Linked DNA regions of Podarcis muralis: region 2 is linked to region 1. A link is a contact called in public Hi-C data. All regions are on one chromosome and are shown on one strand. The core of a region is the stretch at or near the end of the contact, and the rest is flanking DNA. Distances in the headings are between cores, read along the strand shown.

Evidence for each region. A called contact is a pair of places that touch in the nucleus more often than the background predicts.
Region 2: a Hi-C map of tail shows a contact between it and region 1, with 5 times the contacts expected there. The contact joins the promoter of RSU1 here to the promoter of STAM in region 1. A contact is called at or near these places in 2 of 3 Hi-C or Micro-C datasets (blood and tail).

What each region holds. Positions count from the first base shown.
Region 1 is chr12:25,287,062-25,293,688 of rPodMur119.hap1.1, forward strand. STAM (signal transducing adaptor molecule) reads right to left here and starts at 3,195. Exons shown (of 14, transcript XM_028751204.2): 1 at 2,959-3,195. The coding sequence starts at 2,998. HACD1 (3-hydroxyacyl-CoA dehydratase 1) reads left to right here and starts at 2,753. Exons shown (of 7, transcript XM_028751209.2): 1 at 2,753-2,807.
Region 2 is chr12:25,590,888-25,597,514 of rPodMur119.hap1.1, forward strand. RSU1 (Ras suppressor protein 1) reads left to right here and starts at 3,324. Exons shown (of 8, transcript XM_028750492.2): 1 at 3,324-3,525; 2 at 5,904-6,019. The coding sequence starts at 5,911. It overlaps CUBN (cubilin), which reads left to right. Exons shown (of 67, transcript XM_028750285.2): 67 at 160-374. The coding sequence ends at 267.

The DNA.
Region 1 (6,627 bases), core at 1,945-4,444:
TTGAACAAGGAATGCTGACAGGTTAATTACATAAGTCACCTTTGCAACCAATGGTTTGAAGCTGGCATGTTTTAGAAACTTACTAGAGTTTATCATAAACTGTGTTTTCTAGCATGTGTAACGGAACAAGCAAAAATTATCTGAAAGGGAAACAAATCTCTGAAAAGTGATATGGATGAAAGCTTGTAGGCCCAATGCTTTGCTTGGACTCACTGCAGTTCATCCATACAGCACTACACAGTGTGGGACAGAGGGAGAGAAGGAAGAGAAGAGTTTGGATTTGATATCCCACAGTATCACTACCCTAAGGAGTCTCAAAGCGGCTAACATTCTCCTTTCCATTCCTCCCCCACAACAAACACTCTGTGAGGTGAGTGGGGCTGAGAGACTTCAAAGAAATGTGACTAGCCCCAGGTCACCCAGCAGCTGCATGTGGAGGAGCAGAGACGCGAACCCGGTTCATCAGATTACGAGACTACCGCTCTTAACCACTACACCACGATGGAATTCAATGAAGCACCGTGTAAGCTCTGATAAAAACAAACATTATGTTTTTACATGTCATCAGTTTATTCTACCTTCAATTCAAACATTACTAGAGTGCTGGACAACTTCATTAGTGAGCTACACCAGAAACACTAAACAAATCCAGTGCATTTTATGGTAGTGCACAATCCTTCATTGCAATCCATGATGAATCAGCCATTACATCCATCACACCTCATTTCTGAGGTTTGCAGCAGCATCTGGTTGACCACTTCTTGGGCCTATCTGGACATCCCTTTGACACATATTGTGAAACTGGAAGGTCTTAAGGCTTGTGCAAACATATTCACTCCCTCTCCCTGCTTCTCTGTACTGTGGGAGAAACAAACATTTGAACCTTAACATTCCAGTTCTTTTAACACAGGAGCTCCCCTGATGCTGGCACATTAATCTTCCCCTGTGGGAGGAAAGTGCAGGACAGGCAGGAAAGTTACTATATGAACTTGTCTGTTCCCAATCTTTCCCCAGGGAAATCTTGATACAAAAATAACATCTGAATAAGATTGTGTGCTCAGCTATCCAGTAGCCCATCTTTGGTGTGACAGAACAAGGAAGTTCTTATTTGCTGGACATTCTATGCTCAGTCTCTTCAGAAACAACCGTTTCCCCTGGATTTCTGCATCTGAAGAAATAATACAAAAACTGCATTTTGCATTCATACTTTGTTTCAGCTCCTCTCAGACTATCCCAAAATAACAGGTGTGGCCTTGTGACAAATATCCACATGTTTTTATGAATCACTGATGACTCTACATAAATACTGAAGTCAGCCAGTCATGAGCTGAATGAATTCCAACTTACAACTGACAACAATCTTGCTAAAGCTCTGTTGTCATCAAACTACGACTGCAAAAGCTGCTCCCTCTCTACATATTATATAGCTGCTTCCAACATATTAATTTCTTTAGTGTTAAGTTCTGTGTAGTATTGACCCTATCTACCCCAAGCCTTTTGGCCTTTAGTTCCCCTTTCTCTTACCAAAAAGAAAAGATATTTTAGAGATAAGCCAAATATGAATGGGTAACAATTCAGAGTGTGTGGCTCATTTTCAACAATTCTTACAATGAAGACACTGTAGGTTATGAATGTACCATACAGACCATAATATACAGTGATCCTGTGTATGTATGTATGTGGGAAAGGGAGCTGGCCATATATATACAGTATACACACTGGTAGGTCACAGATGGCTGTAACTTCCAAGTGCATAGCTAACCCTATCCATGATAAGTAATTTTAATCAGGTGGTAAGGATTTTATAAGCCACAAGACTTTCTACAAAACAGTTTATAACAGCAAATACCGCCTGGCAAACCACTAGAACTGGAAGCCGCACACAGTTAAAGCCCATTACTTCACCTTTGGTGGACCTTGGGAACCATAGTTTGTTGAGGATGCTGAGAACCGCACCTGTGCATGAAGCAAACTGCAGTTCCCAGGATTCTCCCCTGTCCCAGGAGGGGTTGTCAGGGCTTTAAATGTATGGTGTGTATGCAGCCTATTTAAAAATCACATCCGTCTTATTACAGGAATTCTGAAGCAGCAACAACAAAAAAGTTACTGGATAGGCACTCAATGAGGACTTACTTTAGTGGGAGAAGAGGAGATAGAAAGGGCTGAGAGCTACCAAGTGTAACCAACTTATTTAAAGAAAGAACACATAACTTGTGAATGTACTGTGGTACCTCGGGTTAAGAACTTAATTCGTTCCGGAGGTCCATTCTTAAGCTGAAACTGTTCTTAACCTGAAGCACCACTTTAGCAAATGGGGCCTCCTGCTGCCACCGCGCCGCTGGAGCATGATTTCTGTTCTCATCCTGAAGCAAAGTTCTTAACCCGAGGTACTATTTCTGGGTTAGCGGAGTCAGTAACCTGAAGCGTCTGTAACCTGAAGCGTCTGTAACCCGAGGTGCCACTGTACTTATCTTTGGGCAAGTCACATTCTAGTCAATTTAAGCTACCTCCTAAGATTTGCTGCAGCGATAAAAGGGAGAACCAACCTACACGTTTCCTGAGCTCTGGGGTGGATTTTAACCTTAGTTTTTTTTTAAAAAAACAACAACCTGGAAAATAAAGAAGTGTGGCGTGGTGGGGTGGGGAAGAGACCCCTTGTCCTCTCTTAAAAGAGCTTTAAAGGATGGAAATAAAGGCGATGAAAAGACACATGACGCGCCTTTCAAGAGCTAAGCCCCACCCCGCCTGACATATGGGAAAGGGAACTTGACAAAGGCGAGACCCTCGTGCAGGGAGAAGAAAGGCAGGTGGGAGGCGGGTCGACCCCCGAGGGGAGATGGGGAGGGGGTCGCACCCAGGACGGAGGAGGGAAGGAAGGGCTGGCGATGGGGCAGGAGGGCGAGGGGGGATCTGTGGGTCGGGCCCAGACTGACTGCCCGGGCCTCCTTCCTGACTCACCCACATCCTGGTCGAAGGGGTTGCTGGTGAAGAGCGGCATCTTCCCAGGGCGGCGGGGGGAGAGCGGCGGCGGCGGCTGAGCAAGGCGAGCTTCCCTGCCGCCCCTCCTGGGCGGAAAACAACAAACAGCCACAGACGCCTCAGCGCAGCGACTGACGGAGCGAGGCCCCGCGGCGGCTTAGGCTCCGCCCCCACTCGCCCTCCTCCTCCTCTTCCTCGCGCTCCCTCTGTCCGTTTGGTTCTCCTCTGTCGCCGACGCTTCCGGGCGCGCGGTGCATGACGGGGAGCGGCGGGGAAAAAGAGGTGTCTACCGCACTTGCCTGACGGAGAGGCGGGCGCAGCGAGGCTTCCCAACGAGAAGCGCCTGGGAAACAGCGGTCGTTTTTATCTCTCCCCCGTCCCAAGTTTCCCAACCCTGCTTCTGATTGCCAGACAGGGTTGTGTGGATGGGTCAATGGAGTAAAAAGCCCTTCAGGCGCGCTTAGGAAAGCCGCTTGCGTGCCCCTCCAATGAGATCTCCTGGGTTCCAGGTGTGTAAGGATGGCTGGTCTGCCAGGTGAGGATGCGGAGGCTGGACCAGGCAAGTGGGACCCGAGTCAATGCATAGCAAACCTGTATGCACACACACTCAACAATCAGGAGAAACTATGACATCGGGGACAGCCACCACTCGCAAAGAAAATGGGCTAAATGAATATATGGTAGGATATTCCACTATTGGGCAAAGCAAACTCTGGCTGGGCTGGGCAAGAAGGAAGCATGGAAACTCCACCCCCATCCCTGGCAGGCACAAGCTAGTGGCCAGCAGATCGAAAGCTGCAGCACCTGACATTTCTGGGAGCTGTCCAGCATGCCTGAGCCTCAGGGATATGGCCAGACAGCAGCTTACATTGTTGCCCACAGTGCTGCTGGATCATGGACCAAGGAACGGGTGAGAGACACTGTAGCCTTGCTGTTATAGGATATTGAGAGGAAGGGCATAACTCTCCCATGGAGGTCACAGCTGACTCAGCTTACTCAGGACTGGACAGGTATATCCTTCTCCTCCCTCTTTCTCTTTACTTTAGCAGTGGGTACTGTGGCAAATTGTCACACTCACTCTTCAGGCTTTAGGGTACTCTCACAATTAAGGTGTGTGCTGAATGATTTGCTACCTGCCCTTCTTATTGGGCATCAGCTTAAGGGCAGAAACACATGTTCAATGAGACAGAAGAGTGCCAATTTCATTCTTCAGCAAGGATGTCTGAATGGTCACTCCTGGAAATACTATAGGAAAGGAACTTTAGGATGAGCCAGAAACAAAAAATCATGAATCTGTTTTATATTAGGATTGCTTTGCACATTAAAAAAGAGAATTTGACACACGTTCAGTCTCTCTGGGTGCACATGTATTCCCAAGTTGTGGTCCCTTATCTTAATTCAGGTGATCTGCAGCATGCTGATATTATATTAATTTATAAATGGGTTTGTATTCCTTTTTTATTTCTCATATTGCATTTTATTGTATTACAATTTGAATTCTACGGAATCTAAACCTAAGACAATAAAATTTAAGAAACAGAAGAAGCAATAAAAATACAGTTAAAAATCATACAGCACCTAGCCCAGCACATTATGATTGCAGAAGAACCAGTGAGTGGTCTGCCAAGACCATCAAGCGATTTTCAAGAGGTCCATGGGGGGAAATGGTTTCGCAACCATTGCATTAGGAACAAAAGAAGGGTCCTGCTAGTCCGACCAAAGGCCCATCCTATATGTTGCATTCCCACAGTGGCCAACCATATGCATGTGAGAAACCTTGATATTTCATATGGGTTAGTAAGTTATAAATATTGTGTGTTTGGGAGATTCCATTGTTGAAGGAGCCAGGCAAGTTTCTTGGTGAGTTAATCACCCTAAGTAGTGGTCCTTAGTATAAGAAAGGAAGTTGCTTTCTACTGGATGGCCAATGGGTGGCTAGTAGTGAGAAGGACAAAAGCCAGAGTTGAGTTCAGTGAGAAAGCTGGGCTACAGACAGGCAGAAACCGGAGAGTGAGAGCCATGCCTGATTTCTGCTTGAATCCAAAGCTGTGACTATGGGAGAAGCAAGACCTTCTGGGATGTTAATGCTGTGAACCATCACAAGTTGTTGTTGTTGTTTAGTCGTTTAGTCGTGTCCGACTCTTCGTGACCCCATGGACCAAAGCACGCCAGGCACTTCTGTCTCCCACTGCCTCCTGCAGATTGGTCAAACTCATGCTGGTAGCTTCGAGAACACTATCCAACCATCTCGTCCTCTGTCGTCCCCTTCTCCTTGTGCCCTCTATCTTTCCCAACATCAGGGTCTTTTCCAGGGAGTCTTCTCTTCTCATGAGGTGGCCAAAGTACTGGAGCCTCAGCTTCAGGATCTGTCCTTCCAGTGAGCACTCAGGGCTGATTTTTTTAAGAATGGAGAAGTTTGATCTTCTTGCAGTCCATGAGACTCTCAAGAGTCTCCTCCAGCACCATAATTCAAAAGCATCAATTCTTTGGCAATCAGTCTTCTTTATGGTCCAGCTCTCACTTCCATACATCACTACTGGGAAAACCATAGCTTTTACTATATGGACCTTTGTTGGCAAGGTGATGTCTCTACTTTTTACATCACAAGTTGTATACATGTGTAAATAAACCATATATCCTAAAGACAACACAGTCTCTACTGTCCCTCATTGCAAGGAAACCAAACTCTGGGCGTGCAACAATATGTTTTATTTTTAAAAATAATAAAAAATAAAAAAATGTATATTTCCACCACAATTGTCAAGGAGGATGGTCCAAGAGGATGGTCCTGTTAGAGTGAAAGAGCAACGTGGCGCGGGGAGGGTGCGGACGAGTCCCAGCTTGAGAGGCGAGTCTCGTCATCCTGGCGCACAGAGGCAGCCGGGTCTCTGGTATCCTCCGCAGTCCCTGCGCGGCCGGGAGGGGGCCGGGCGAAGCCTCCGAGCAGCTGTCCAAGCAGCAGCTGCCGCCGGGCTCAGCGAAGACGGATGGGGCGAGCGCCAGAGCCAGCTGCCTGCGCGCCCGACTCCGCCTCCGCCTCGCCTCCTCCGGCCGCCCCCCACGTGTGTCCGTCTGTCTCCGCCTGGCCTCCGGGGAGGGAAAGCATGGCGTCCAGCGAAGAGGACGGCGGAGCCGGCAACGGCTCGCTGGAGGAGAAGGAGAGCGGCAAGGCGGCCGCCCCTCGGCGCCGCGGCTCCGTCACCACCGCCTGGCTCATCTTCTACAACATCACCATGACGGCGGGGTGAGTGAGGGAGAGCGCGCGCCCGGCGGGGCTGGTCGAGCTGCGGGGCTGGGGCTCTGCCGCCGGCCGCTCTCTCGCTCGCCCGGGGAGGAGAGAGGGGCAGCCGGGGCGCCCTCAGACCAGGGGCGGGGGCGGCGGGCGGCACAGAAGGGCGGCGGCCGCGGGGGGCGAAGCTCTGGCTTGCCTGCATTTCCTAATACGGTGCAGCCTTCCAGCGAGGCGAGCACGTCATGCCTCTAACCCGCCGCAGAGGTTAAGTATAGCCCCAGCCCGGAATGCCGGGCGGGGGTGCACTGGGGCGGCGGCTGCATGGGGCAGACTGCTTCCCTCGGCATAATTTACGGCGGCTGCCGCGCAGGGCGCATCCCCGCTCGGCCACGGGCGGCCGCTTGCTTCCCCTGGCG
Region 2 (6,627 bases), core at 2,074-4,573, 300 kb after region 1:
AATTGCACAATCTGAATTTGCTGGTATGTGATTTAATCCTCTGTCAAAATAAAGACAGCCTGGAACCATCCTGTGTAGCATTCTTATAGGAATGTGCTTTCTGTGAAAAGGTTCTGTAATCAGTATTATTATTATTATTTTCCCCCCTTTTCTTCTCAGGACACCAACATTGCTCCATTTACAGCTGCATCACATGAAGTGTTTATAAAATTCCATTCAGAGTATGTAACTCTACCGTCAGGATTTAGGCTAACTTGGAGCAGCTGAAATAATGCTTCTGTGGAAAAAATACATTTATTCAGCACTTCTCTGTATTGAAGAGACTTCAAAGAATATAACTGTCTCCATAAATACAATAAAATTATTTTGGTCAATGCAGTTGTTATGTATTTTTAAAATTCAAATGATTTTGAGCTCTTTGTGATTGCTTGTAAGAATACAGTGGTACCTCTAGTTATGAACTTAATTCGTTCCGGAGGTCCGTTCTCAACCTGAAACTGTTCTTAACTAGAGGTGTGCTTTCGCTAATGGGAACTCTTGCTGCTGCTGCTCTGCCGGCACATGATTTCTCTTCTCATCCTGGGGCAAAGTTCTCAACTCAAGGTAACTCTTCCAGGTTAGCGGAGTTTGTAACCTGAAGCGTTTGTAACCTGAGGTGTTTGTAACTCGTGGTACCACTGTACCTGTTTGCTATTGGGCACAAAACACTGAAAATGACTCCAAATGAGAGCTGAGTGCCCCTAAGCAAACTATTCTCCAAAATCACTCTTCTATATAGACAATGGTAAGACTGGAGCATTGGTGGAGCTATTGGTGGAGCGGGAGACGTCAACTAGCGTTCCTGCTGGATACAGAAAATCATGCTCAGTTCTAAGATACATGAATTTGTCTAAAATTCATATCACTCATTTGGGACATTTACACACTTTGCAGAATAAGAATGGTTGATTATATCTATAACCACAGTATTTCAGATCAAATACAAATTATTATTATTATTATTAATAATAATAATAATAATAATTCTGCAACCACCTTGGGTCCCTAAATATTGCTGGTCTACAGGCTCCATCACCCCACAGCCAGCTTAGCCGATGTCCAACAACACTGGGGAACCCAAGGTTGAGGAAGGCTGAAGTATTGTGACTTTCAAGGTCCCTTGCAACACTAGGATTCTATGACTCTTAAAAGGCAGCAGCACAACATTAAAAGCCTCTTCTCTCTTTAAATGATGGTAGCTTCTGTGCTGTGTTACTGTCTTCTGATTTTATTGATACCAGGGTTTTAGTATGTGAGTTATTTAACTTCATTGGCTAGGACCCAAGACATTACTTTAGGTGCATCTGAGGGCTTGAACATGTACCGTGGGATTTGTTTTAAACCCCCCACCCACCCATTTTGAACAGCAAAGTCCCATGTGCATCAAATTTTAAAAGCTCTGAAATGTTCCCCCAGTTTCAAAAGTGGTTTCCCATGTTGAGGAAAACAAGCAAAAGCTCCTTCGGCACATGGAAACAAGTTGCACTTACACTCATTGGAACCTGGCCAAAGCCTGTAAATGGCCTTGAGTGGATTGTAACAGAAAGGAGATTAATACATTTAATAACTAGATAAATTGAGCGGAAGTGGTGCGCATACCTCCCAAATGTGGTTTTTGACCCTAGGCAGTAAAGCTGGCTGAGTAAAGTCATTTGTGGGGATGAGCTGCCCATTCCAAAATGCAAGGGGCATTTTGTGCTATTTCCAGCCTTGCCAGATACGCTATGCAAAGTAAGAGGGCCCTGTAATGGGATCTTAAAACAAACTCTCATTGGGATACATGTGTTGGGATTGGGTATCAGTAGCCTCCTTTCCATTTTTTATTTTTTTATTTTTTTGCTAAGTGGTGGGGTTTTTTAATTAAGCATCTGTCATGCTGGGTATGCTTATGCTATGTCCTTATTTGTTTGGTTATACTGATGGTTTGAGGATGTTGATTGGAAGGGTGAATATAAGTAAACCTATGTTCCTCTCTCACGAGAGTGCCATAACTGCAGAACCATGATTGTAAGTAGTCATTGTGGAGTTGACTGGTTTCCTTCTGCTTCGGTAATGTCCGTACAGGCAGCTGGAAGTGAGACATTTGCCGATTTATTTCAGCAGTGGCCTAAATTAATCATGGGAAGAGAGACTGAAAATAAAACTGCCAGTACCATAATGTCATTACACAAATCTATGGCGTGACTGCACTTGGGAAACCATTTACTGTTCTGGTTGCCACACCTCAAAAGGGAAATGGCGGAGTTGGAAAAGATTCAGAAAAGGGCACCCAAAATGGAGCAACTCTCCTGTGAGGAAAGCTTTCAATATTTGGTGCTTTTAAATCCTTAAGGCATTTTGGGAAGTGGAGATGAGTAAGAGCATGGCAGAAATGTAGTGTGTGTACACACACACACACACACACATATTATGGAGAAAATAAACTTTTTTTCCTGTCGAACTTCTAGACACTTGGGTCACCCTATGAAGCTAACACTGGGAAGATCCAAGATGGACAAAAGCAATGACTTCACAACACATAGTTAAACAAACAAAAAATCAGCTGCAAGATGTGCTGATGGCCACCAACTTGGGCAGCTTTAAAGGGAAATTAAATCTGTGGAGGTTAAGGCTATCAGTGGCCAGTAGTCGCGATGACCATGCATTACCTCCAAAGCTGGAGGCAGTTGTTGGCATCCGTTTGTCTCGGGAGACAACGGGAGAGTGCGCCTTCAGGGATGGATAGTCCCTGGATAGTCGCGGCGCCCGCTGTGGCTGGACGCCTCTTAATCCAAGTTGCTGAGCGGGGCAGAAGTGGGGAGCGCTCTGCTGCGCCCACGACCTGCCTGCACGACCTGCGCCCCACGGGCACCTGCTTGGCCACTGCGAGAACAGGATGTCAGGTCAGCTGGACCTTCTCCTCTAATGCAGGTGGGATCTTCCCGCGTCCTTAAGTGTTTTCCTCTGATTCCTCTTTCCACCCCCTATTGGCCTGCGCGTTCTTCCTTCCCGCACATTCCAAGCACAAAAGGTCTCGGTGCAAAGGATGCGCTTCAGCATCCGGCTGCCCGAACGCAGAAAGAAAAGCGGGGAAGGAAGAACACGCTCCGCGAAAGTTCCCAACTACTTCCTCCAATGCCACCGCCCGTGCGGCTTCCATAGCCTCGGGCCCGCCGCCTATTGGCTCGCGCCTGGGTCCTCCCATCCAATGGCGGCTGGCCTAAGGCGGAGCTGCTTCTCGGGTTGGGCAGCCGCCGGCTGCGCATTCCGAGCGTCGGGCGGAGCCGCTGCTCCTCGGAGCGCTTCGCCTTACTTGGAGCGGCGCGCGCCGGGCTTCCCTCGCCCTCCCCGCCGGGCGCCTGCGCACTGAGAAGGGAGGCACTCGCCCTGGGAGCCGACGGGCGGGCGGGACGGAGGCGGCGCCTCAGAGCAGGGCGTGTGCCGTGAAGCGGGGAGCCCGGCCGGCCGGAGTTGAGCAGCCAGCAGCGCCCCGGTCCCGTCCCGTCGGTGAGTTGCTGCGTCGCCGCCCCCGAACCCCGAAAGCTACGGCGGGGCCTGCCCGGCTTTCGGACTTGGGCGGCGAGTCGGAGCCCCTTGGTCCCCTTCCTTTCCCTGGTCGTGTGAACTGACAGCCTCCTGGACCCAGGAAGGACTCGCCCCTTCTCCTCCTCCTCCCGAGGCGGCGTCGCTCTTTCCCCTTCTGCAAAGCGGGGTCAAGGCTCTGGTGGACGGGCAGCAGCCCGCCAGTGAAGCTTCCTGCGTTTCTGCAGAGAGTGCCATGGAAAACAAAAAGAAGAACCCCGAGGTTCTTGATGCTTCAACAGGGGTGGGGATCTGTGGGCCAGATCCCAGCCAGCAGGGCCAGTGGTCAAGGGTGATGGGTTCCCCATCTCTGCTCTGAAACGCTGGAGGGGATAACACCCAAAGTGTACACAAATAGTTGAGTTGTTTACTTTTGTTCGGTGATTTGCATGGAAGTGTCCCATGAGTGCAGCTGCGCACACCAGCACTGGGTTTTGGGTGGCAAAGGTAAAGGGACCCCTGACCATTAGGTCCAGTTGTGACCGACTCTGGGGTTGCGGCGCTCATCTTGCTTTATTGGCCGAGGGAGCCGGCATACAGCTTCCGGGTCATGTGGCCAGCATGACTAAGCTGCTTCTGGCGAACCAGAGCAGCGCACGGAAACGCCGTTTACCTTCCCGCCAGAGCGGTACCTATTTATCTACTTGCACTTTGACGTGCTTTCGAACTGCTAGGTTGGCAGGAGCAGGGACTGAGCAACAGGAGCTCACCCTGTCACAGGGATGCGAACCACCAACCTTCTGATCAGCAGGTCCTAGGCTCTGTTGTTTAACCCACAGCGCCACCCGCGTCCCCTTAGAGCGGTACAAAACAGTAATAATAATAATACCCAGTGCTTTTTTCTGGGGGGACACAGGGGGACGCATACCCCTAAACATTTTGTGAATCTTTGTACTTTTGTCCATTTACTGTATTTATTTTTCTATAAACTATAAAATGGTGATTTTCTAGAGTCAGAATGAGAGTACCCCTAAACATGTTTTTAGAAAAAAGCACTGATAATACCTATGTTTAGATGGGTACCTGCTAACAAGATCCATTAACAAAAAGTAACTGGACCAAAGGGAATTATTGTGAAAATCCAATATTTAGGGAAGTGCCAAATTTTTGTCCTTTCTCAGGGCACCGTATTACCAGAGTCTGCCCCTGAACACACGGTAGCTGAGCTGTGCACATCGCTGAGTGTACACTTCCCTAAGCAAATACTTGTGCATATATGGAGACGACTTGTTCCTATTTCCAGCTTCATGTGTGAGCAAACTGACTGCCTCGTTCTTTGCAGAGTTAAGAGGCAATTGCTAGAACTTCTTTCTTCTGAGCCCAGTCATTCAAGGCCTTTCCCCCATGACTGTTCCACCTGTCAGTGGCAGGGAAATGATAGGAAGGACTATCGTTGAGGTAGCTAGGATGCCGATGGGTGTAGGGTGTTTTGAATCTACCCCACCAGTTTTGTGTGATCTGTGTTAGCTGCCAGTTAGTTTCTGAGCCCAACACAAGGTGCTGGTGTTCATCTTTAAAGCCCTAAATGGCTTGGGGCCTGCATAGGTTGAAGACTGCCACCTTCTATATGAGCCTATCTGCCTGCTCTCATCATTTTCTGGGTGGCCACTTTTGAGAACAAGATGCTGGGCTAGATGAGCCATTAACTTGGTCAACCAGGCTCTTACGTTCTTATTCCTCAACAGGATGAGGCGTCCTTGACAGTGACCAGAGGTAGGACTTCTTCTGTAGTGACACCCATCCAAGTGCCAGGCCTTCCCACTTTTAGACAGCTAATGAAGACGTGGTTGTTTACTGAATATTTTTGACTGGATATTTCCTCTTGCTGGTGTTCTGATGTTTTTGAGTTCTGACAGCTGCTTTGTCACTGTCTTGTCTTGTGTTTTTATGCAGATAGTTTGATTTATGATTCCATTGAACTATGCATGGTTTTGTGTTGCTGTTGTCCCTTTTTTATTAGCTGGCAGGATTTTCTTTTGATAAATAGTTGGCATGTAAGTTTTTTAAACAGTTTCCACCTTGATATAAGCTGTGCGTAGCTTCCAGGCTTGACAGTTGGTGTAAACAGCACACTTTGCCTGGTTGAGCGTTGCTGTCCCAAGAACTTCTGGACAGCACCAGGTTGGGGAAAGCTACTCTGTGTGGTTAGAATGCTTGTGTGAGCAGCATTTCTGTCTCTCAGATGGGCTATTGTATTGACACATTTAGGACAATAAAATATATCTGCCTCTTATTGTCTTATATCACTTTCCCATATCTGTCAGTCATTTCTGTTCCACTGTGTCTCTCTGTTCTGGTTCCAGCTTAACCATGTCTAAATCACTGAAAAAAATTGTGGAGGAGAGTAGGGAGAAGAACATATTGGAGGTGGACATGTGTGACCGAGGGATCTCTAGCATGCTGGACATATCTGGCTTGTGTAAGTATTTCTCTTTTCCCTGCTTGCCCCCATCATGGCTTTCTTGCGCTTCCAAGCATAAGGTTGCGTCTATATTCTTGGGTCTGAACACATGTCACAACCACAGAAAAAGCTGAAGGGCGCATTACTGTAAGCGCCATATATCACCATATATCTTTGGAGAGAAAGACATTTCTGAAGTTCTCTCAGTTGACAAAACTGAAATCAGAGCCCAGAAACGCTTTTGGGGTGTTATCATCTGAAGATTTCCTGAAAAGGGGCAGCTGTACGTTAAATGTAATGTGTGGAGGTCTGATTCACACATAAGTTTGTCCAGATAAATACTCTGTATGCCCTAGAGCAGTGGTGAAACGCTGGCTCACATGTCTGCCATACTGTTCAAACCAAATAATACTCCATGGACTTGTATATACATTTAGAACTGTTATTTCCCATGTTACATCCAGCATTAATTATATTCACTGTGGGGTTTTTTTTAATAAAAAATTCCTAGAACAAAAATTTATTATTTATGTCATTTAGGAAAATAGCTCAAGAGTCTGTAGATACCCAATATATTGGGTTATGGTCTAAACTGGCATTTGAAACCCCAAAGTTTCTGAAGCTAA